Regions from separate parts of the Zea mays genome. Here regions 2 and 3 are each linked to region 1. Evidence: chromatin contacts called from public Hi-C data. All regions are on one chromosome and are shown on one strand. The core of a region is the stretch at or near the end of the contact, and the rest is flanking DNA. Distances in the headings are between cores, read along the strand shown.

Region 1 (2,724 bases), core at 65-2,564:
CTTTCCCTTCTCTAATAGTGAAGTCATAGGATTAGCAATCTTGGAGAATCCTTCAATAAATCTCCGGTAGTAACCCGCGAGTCCCAAGAAACTCCGGATTTCAGTAACCGAGCTTGGTATCTTCCATCCCACTATCTCTCTTACTTTAGCCGGATCCACTGATATTCCTCCATTGGAGATGATGTGTCCAAGGAATGGCACTTCGTCAAGCCAGAACTCACACTTGCTATACTTGGCATAGAGTTGATTATCCCGTAACTTTTGTAGCACCATTTGCAGATGTTCCTCATGATCAGAGAGAAGATGTGGGGAAGGGGAGTGGACTTGCATGTCATGTATTATAGGGATACAAATTAAGAGTTTGCTGGAGCAATGAATAGTGTCTTATATCACGCAAAATATGGATGCGGAGTGCAATAGGGTAGCTGGTGGAGTTGGTCTTAAATATACTAGAGGAATGTAAATCAGACATCTCATATTTCTTTGTGGCTCGATTCGACGGTGGATATCTCTTTGATAACGTGGTCTGCCTGTTTTGTGAGGAAACCCACTCGTTCTAGAGTATTAGGCCATCTACAACAGATCTTCTATCTTATCTCATATTTCAAACTTTCCTCTTAAATAGTGTTATCTACAGTTTCACGTCCCCTATTTTACATGGTTATTGAAGACAGTCTTAAGATAACATAACCATAGTTTTATAGATTATGCATGATGCACATGTATGACATCCTCACACATCATTTTATTTTTGATGTGGGGTGTTTTGTTTTCTTGATTAAAGTTTAGTTCGTGTCAAATATAATTATTAAATATAATCTGGTTATAAAATTGATTATACAAAACTGAATGGTAAGACAAATTTGTTAAGCCTAATTAATACATGATAAGTAAATATCTACTGTAACATCGTATTAGTGAATCATGAACTAATTATGATTAATAGGTTTGCTTCATTGTTTAGTTATTATCTGTGTAAATTAAATTTAATACTTGTAGCTAGTATCAAAATATTTAATATGATGAAACTACAATTTAGTCTCTTGCATTTAAACACCTTTAGAGGTTATGACTATTAAATTGTATAAACATATTTTTATATTGTAGACCGTGCTATTTATAGAATATTTATATAGAATATTTATAGAGTGAGAAAGCTGGTGGACCGTGATCTGACATCGCAACGAAAAAGAAAATAACGACACCTGACCTGGGCCGCAGCGTCACATCCGGACCCATCTCACAGTGACACAGACGATCGAGCCCGAAACCTACACGTTACACGTATCACGTCCCAGCCGTTTCCCTCAGCTCGGTGGAGGCCCTCAAGTCCTACGCGCTCCGTTCCCCTTTCCCTTTCCGAAGCTTCTCGACCCCCCATCCCCTCCCTGACATGGCCGACAACGCGAAGGCCGCGGCGGCGCATGCGAGGCCGGAGTCGTCGCAGGAGGAGGAGGAGGACTGGAAGGAGGCCGAGGGGGACGTCGCCGAAGTCGACCGCGCCGCCACCAATGGCGCCGGCGAGGGGGGCGTGCCCACAGACAGGCCGATCCGGGTCTACGCCGACGGCATCTACGACCTCTTCCACTTCGGCCATGCCAAGTCGCTGGAGCAGGCCAAGAAGTCGTGAGAACACCGCCCCCACCCTCCTCCTCCGCCTATTGGGCCTGCCGTCTCCGGCCGAATTGAACTGCCCCACGATCTGCCCCTCGCGCTGGCGTGGGGGGCCGGGCGCTGTTGCGTGCTAGCGTGCAATGGTCGCTTTAGCAGCGTTTGCGGTGGCGTCTGGATCGCGCTCCATCAGACGGTTCGGTGCGAGATTGGCGCTGAGTTGTTTCTCCCCACGTCTTCCCTTTGTGGCATTTTTGTGATGAGTTGTCCCACGCGTCTAGCAGTTCGGGAATGTTTTTCTATGAGTAAATTACCCCGTGTGATGATTTTTGTGTACATATTGATGTGAGTTGATTGAAATCCCCATTTAGTGTTGTCTGCGGCTTGCTTGATGTGCGATATTGCTTTAGGCGTCCATCCTTTTTAGACAATTAGACGGGTTGTTTGGTGAGGACTGCAGGTCCATTCTTAGTACTGCTACCTAATATGATATGACTGGATCGTTTAGTTGCAAAAAACATGTGCCAGTTTCCTCATTAGTGCAGTCCGATTCGGAATCATTAATGTGCTTCCCTTTAGCCTGTTGTGTTGATTCAGAGTGCTTGGGTACTTGAACTTTTTTAGCTGAGAGGCTTATACTATGATTCTCTTGTTCAGATACAAATTGGCATGCATTATTTTGTAGCTAGGATGCTTGAGCTTCTTCCAATTATTGAGATTTGCGACGACATGAAGATTGCTTCCCAGTTTTATTCTTTGAGATACCAGCAGCACTCATGCATATCGTAGTGAAATGAGTCCGTTCTATGGAAATTTACTTGTGGCCTGAATCGATTTGTGGTTTCTGATGAATTTGGCATTCCCTATTTGGTTATACCTACCGTCAGCGCTTGAGAAAGGTCATACCCCTGGCTGCCGCTAAGACACATTTAAGGCTTCCAGTATAGTAAGCTACCGCGAGGCCCGCCGCTCCTAGGGCCCCATGCCCCGATGGCCAAGGCAGAGGCTTGAACTGGATAACTTGATACTGGGGCACCCCGAAGTCATAACTACACCATAGTGCTGTAAGTAGTCACCAAGGGACCCGGGGTCCACGGGTTCCAAGGAGCTCTA
Region 2 (2,748 bases), core at 249-2,748, 140 kb before region 1:
TTGACATCACGACAAAGTGAACGCTCCCTTGCTCAATTGAATACCATGGCTTATCCTTACTAACAGCTGGCATGCAGAAATATGACTCATATGCAACTTCACATTCGCCACCTGAATCTGGGGTCACATATACAGAACCAGTCTCGGCATAATCCCTGAGGAAGACAATGCAAGTTCATGGTCAATGATGGTGCATTTCACAATTCAATTCAATTGTTCAGATTACACTGCAAACATAAGATTTTAAAAGTATCAATTACCTTTCATGATTACCAATAGTGGTCATGTAGGGAACTCGAGAAGCGACTGGTGCTATGAGGTTTAGGAAGAAATCCCATTCAACCAAACGCCAGGTCGTTTGAGGCGAAGACGCACACCACGCCAGCTGGATACACCCCAATAATAAAGAAACCCTACTCCTAGCCTGAGAACTAAGAAACAGTACCTCGCGTTTGCCACGACGGGGACGTGGTCGGCGCTGGTGAAAGCGGCGGCGAGGAGGATGCCCCAGCGGCGACCGGATCCGGCTCCATCACTGCGATCTGTGAGGCTATATAGAAGGGATTAGGATTGGGCAAATTGAATTTCGCATGGGAGGATGTCTTTGTACTTGACGATTGCTTAAGCTTGCCATCAGGGACATCTGCGACAAACAAGCAAAAGCATGAACCTGTGTCACTTGCTTCTTCTCGCAGAGCAGGAAGCCAGCAGGGAAAAAAGACGAAGAATAAATCAGATGTAGAGCCAACCTGGCTGGCGAGGAGGATGCCCCAGCGGCAACCAGATCCGGCTCCATCGCTGCGATCTGGTGGTCAGGGACGAGGGCATCCTCATCGCTGCGATCTAGTGGCCTGTTGAAGGAGGTTGAACTCCGTGAGTGGGGCATGGACCTCCGCTGGAGAGCGAGGGACGCGAGCATGATGTTGCGGAGGCTTACCGTGATGAATGAGGAGGCAACAGAAGGGCACTCAAGGGCGTCATCATCCCCAGTCACGCGGGTGGCGAATCAGGCCATGGTTGTCGAGTCCCCGGCCTCCATCATGGAGGCTTGGAGGGGATAGAGGTGCTCCAAGCATACTCTTCGCTAAGATCTGGTATGCCGCTGCGCAAGCCGGAACAGGGACTCTGAGAGAGAAATGATGGACCTGGTTGGCTCGCCAGCGGACGTCCCTCGGCGGTGAGGGGCTCGCCAGCGGAGGTCCCACAGCGGGGCGAGCGTCGGAGGAGGGGCGGTGAGGCGGATGGTTATCGGAGCCCCCTCGCCTCCCGATAGGATGTCGCACACCTGCACGCGCGGGGCCGGCGCCAGGAGGGTTCGGGGCTAGGGCGGGGGCGGGGGTGGGGTGGTTGGCCGAGAGGGAGACACGGGTGTGCGCCGCCGCTTTTAAGGGGGACGCGTTGGATCGAGCTAGGTTGGCGGATCGCAATGGGAACGGTGGGACGGCGGAGTTGGTTGAGGAGCTCCCGCGCGCGAACCCATGGCGAGTTGAGGAATTCATGGCACGGCCACGCGGAGAGCTCGGCGCGATGGAGGCATTTGTTGGCAGAGGTGGCGACCACAATCGACGCCGGGAAAGCAGAGGCGACGGTGTGGCGATGAGGACGTCGAGGATGGGGCAGACGCGCGATGAGGACGCGGAGCGGCTGTCGCGGCGGCGGAGGCGGGCGGGGGCATCACGAGCAAGTGACAAGCGAGGGCACACTGTACCAATTTGCTATCTGGGCCGCACCAAACATCGCTGGAATACGGGCCACATGAAGATTTTAGCCCAGGACACCATCATTGTTTGTGGTGCTTTCTTTACTATTGTGGTTAGTGCCATACCGGCTAGTGAAACAGGCAGAGAACGGCTTATAAGCGTTGGTGCAGCCCCAAATGTTAACTTGCTAGTGGCTCAATGACGTTGGTAGAGAACGATTTAGGTAATGTTGTAGATATTTGTTTTGCTTGGCGAGGAAATTGGCCTGCTGGGTTGCATGCGTTGGGAGGGCGAGGGAGCAGAGCTGCGCGTTGGGCCCGACGTGGGAGGCTGGGAGGCAGAACCGTGCACCATCCGGGGTGTGGACGTCTACACTCTCCTCTTATATAGTAGTAGAGATTAATTATTAATTTGTACATATATAATTATGTATACGTGTGTATAAACTTGTGATTGCAGATCATAATCTATGTTTTTTTACGTGTATGTATACCATTATTTACACTGTTGTAGACCCTTAAATATATCAACGACGTGTATGGGCATAGCATTAATGTACTAGTTAACTTTTTGGGAAATAAAAGAGAATTTAAACTAATTAATGTTTTATTTCAGAAGCATCTTTGTTTTCTAAAGTGCACATTTAACAAATATATAAAAAATATTCCTCATGCTGTATTTTTTCTGATTGTGCATTAAACTCAAGCTTTTTATGTTTAAAACAAACTTAGCCTTGAATTCAAAAATGAGATTTGAAAATATAGGACCAAAAGAATGAAAAAGAATGAAAAAGAAAAAGATAAAAGAAAGGGGTTACTGGCTGTTCTGGGCCGAAACCACGGCCGGACCATCTCAGCTTCGCCTTCTTACGCGGCCCATTTGTGAACAACACACGCAGACAGGTGGGCCCGGCCTACACGTCGCGCGTGCGCACTCAAGTACTCTCTAACGCTGACATGGCGAGCCCACACACCAGCGACCCACTACCCCGCACGCTCACTGCTCCGGATGGCCCGCACGCCAGTGGTCGCGCGTGCCCTCTCCGGCT
Region 3 (2,700 bases), core at 101-2,600, 210 kb before region 1:
AACCTAGGCATGGTAATAACTGAGCTGGATGATTTCTTGAAGCAGGAAACAGTGGAGTAGTGCCCCAAAGCTAGGACGAAGAGCAGAGCTAAGCAATCTTAGTAAGAGAAAGTAATCAGCGAGCTAATTCTTTGTTCGACTATAAAAGGTTCACAGTAGAAAGAAAAACCCCCTCCCCATATCCTCCACACACACACACACACACACAGTTTGAATTGTGTTCGGCCATTGGCAGAGATCCCAGATTTGGAGAATTAACTTGCCAGCCCTTGTGTTCCGCATACAACCACTAGTTTCTACCATGAGCAGACGAAGAAATTACCCAGGTACGGATGCCTCCCACAATCCGAGAATCAACAAATTCTACCCCGCATTTTTGGCAAAATCTTTCGTCTTCGTTTTCAGCTACGCTCGCTCGAGAGTTTCCACAAGCACAAATTCCGCTTTTTATGGGTCCAAAGATTCTTTCGCAAAACAATCCATCTTTTTCTGGTTTATCGGTTTTATAATGAAAAGTGGAGGGCCTTGTGACTTCGCCAACGACTTCCCCATTAGGTAGGATTTTTTTAGCCCAAGCCTTTATTTGTTGAGGGGAAACGAGTACCAAACTACTAGTCCAGCCTAAACAGTGCACGTAGAAGGCTCATAGGCTCCAGTTTATCATAATTCATACATTCCTACAGAGCTGGTAATTGGAATCCAGACATTCTCTGGTCAATGTTGTATACAGTACCATACAGCATACACGGGTAAGCATCATAACACCAAACGTAACAAGCCATGGTATAAGTATAGTATAGGCAGGACGCGCAGAGCCAGGCTTGAATCGAGCAATCAGCGTACCTTGGTCGAGGCCTGCGTGGTGATCGCCGCCGTACAGCCGTCGCCGACGCTGACCGTGCACGACACGGTGTCCCCCTGCAAGGGCGGGCGCAGGAGCAAGCGCGGCACCAGGACAGGAGACCGTCACGCTACAGCAAGCATCTCCGAACCGCGAGTGCCCAGCAACGGCGCAGCGGGCGAGAACGGAGAGAATGGGAAGTGGAGGGTTGTGTGCGGGGGGGGGGGGGGGGGGGGGTCCTCGGACTCACGGAGACGATGCCGCCGCCGTAGGTGAGGGCGTAGAGCCAGACGGCGTCACAGGAGGAGGGGCCCACCCTGGACGGGGCGATGAGCTTGAGCGGGTACCTGGCGAAGCAGCGGGTCAGCGCCGACCTCCCCCGCACCCTCTCCACCCGCACCGCCCCCATCGGCGTCGGCGTCGCCATCGCCGGCTGACCAGAACACCACCGCCACAGAGCGGTTCGATTGGACGGGCGATGGGGGCGGCGGGCGGGTCAACCAGATCGAGGCGCATCTGCCTCGTTCGGGGATTGACGCAGGCCCAGTCCACGCAGCACTTGCTCGGCCCACCGCGTCACGGTGCCGCCGGGAAGTATTTGATATTTGGGCCTGCTCATCTGCGGATTGCGAATGGCTTTGGGCCGCGAACGGACACGGGCTGTGTTTCCTATTGAAAAACCCTAATGAAGGGTTATATGGAAAGGCTATCACGTCTCTATATATATAAAACATGTACCCCTCATATAGAGTGGAGATGATAAAGAGGCCAAAGGCCCAAACCTACATCTTATGTCTCGTGTGTTTCTTTTGTTGTCGTGCTTATGAGAAGGTGTCTCTACTGCTGACGGGAGGGAAGGGAGTGGATCTGGTGGTCCGTGGTAACGTAGTTCTCAACATGTTATCAGTACGCTCTACCTTAACGTTACTGTAGGATTAGATCTGCATCAACTCTTCGTCACGTCGACAGGTCCCTCGGCCTTGCCGAACTGTCCTACGCGACAGGTTTCACTTCCGTTCTACATCAAGAAATACGGTATACAATTTCTTGATTGAATCCGTGATTTACTTTCCATTCTATTATTCACGGTGAAGAAAAAGCATGCCATCAGCGGCTCTGCTGGTTGCACGCCGCGCGAATCGCTATGATAGCACACTCCAGCGTGGACGCAGCCGATCCGCCCGACGCGACCCCTGCTTACGGGCTTTACGGCAGACTATCCGTCCTCCCGCGAGCCGATGGGCAAGGCATCTCGCCGTTCACTCTGGCCATAACGGCCTCTGGACCTTCCACTTTTTCAACTTGCAGCTCTTCTGAGATCCCCAGATCAGCCAGGCCATCGGTCGTCATGATCCCAACAATGACCTCATCGCCCGTCACTCTGGCTCGCCTGTCTTCCTGAACAACTGTTTCAAATGCGCTTGACGCGTGGCCTGGCAGCCAGCAGCTGCTGCGCGGAAAAACGGATCTAGTAGCTACTGCGTTCGTAGAGGCCTTCTCTTTCATGAGCGATCGAGTCAAACGGCCGTTGTGCGGTTAAAAAAAAGTGTGATAAGCAAAAGATGGACGAGCGGATGGGTAGCACTCCCTCTCCGCCACTCCGCATGGTCCAGCCATCATTTGCGGTCGAGTGAGTGGATAAAAAAAAGAAATGAAAATTTCTTAAGTGCGTAAAAAAATACGGATGCTAGCTTGTCAAAGGATGGATCTCGTTGATCCGGTTTTCTCGGGAGTGAGATTTTTTTTACAGTTTTCCTATAAATTTTTGCTGAATTAATAAACTTTGGTACAATATTAATATATGTGCATACTCTATATTATTTATTCAATTTAATTGCACATAGCAAATTGAATAAAGC

The links. A called contact is a pair of places that touch in the nucleus more often than the background predicts.
Region 2: a contact with region 1 is called in a Hi-C map of ear, with 1.7 times the contacts expected there. The contact joins the promoter of LOC103628326 here to the promoter of LOC100191152 in region 1. A contact is called at or near these places in 5 of 25 Hi-C or Micro-C datasets (ear, leaf, leaf mesophyll and 1 more).
Region 3: a Hi-C map of leaf shows a contact between it and region 1, with 7 times the contacts expected there. The contact joins the promoter of LOC103628325 here to the promoter of LOC100191152 in region 1. A contact is called at or near these places in 12 of 25 Hi-C or Micro-C datasets (bundle sheath, ear, endosperm and 4 more).

The regions. Positions count from the first base shown.
Region 1 is chr5:88,129,794-88,132,517 of Zm-B73-REFERENCE-NAM-5.0, forward strand. LOC100191152 reads left to right here and starts at 1,315. Exons shown (of 8, transcript NM_001136588.2): 1 at 1,315-1,626. The coding sequence starts at 1,394.
Region 2 is chr5:87,988,483-87,991,230 of Zm-B73-REFERENCE-NAM-5.0, forward strand. LOC103628326 (probable inactive purple acid phosphatase 24) reads right to left here and starts at 1,499. Exons shown (of 10, transcript XM_008648546.3): 1 at 1,286-1,499; 2 at 611-643; 3 at 457-542; 4 at 261-385; 5 at 1-155. The coding sequence starts at 1,499.
Region 3 is chr5:87,918,366-87,921,065 of Zm-B73-REFERENCE-NAM-5.0, forward strand. It overlaps LOC103628325 (urease accessory protein D), which reads right to left and starts at 1,351. Exons shown (of 6, transcript XM_020538438.3): 1 at 1,092-1,351; 2 at 844-918. The coding sequence starts at 1,268.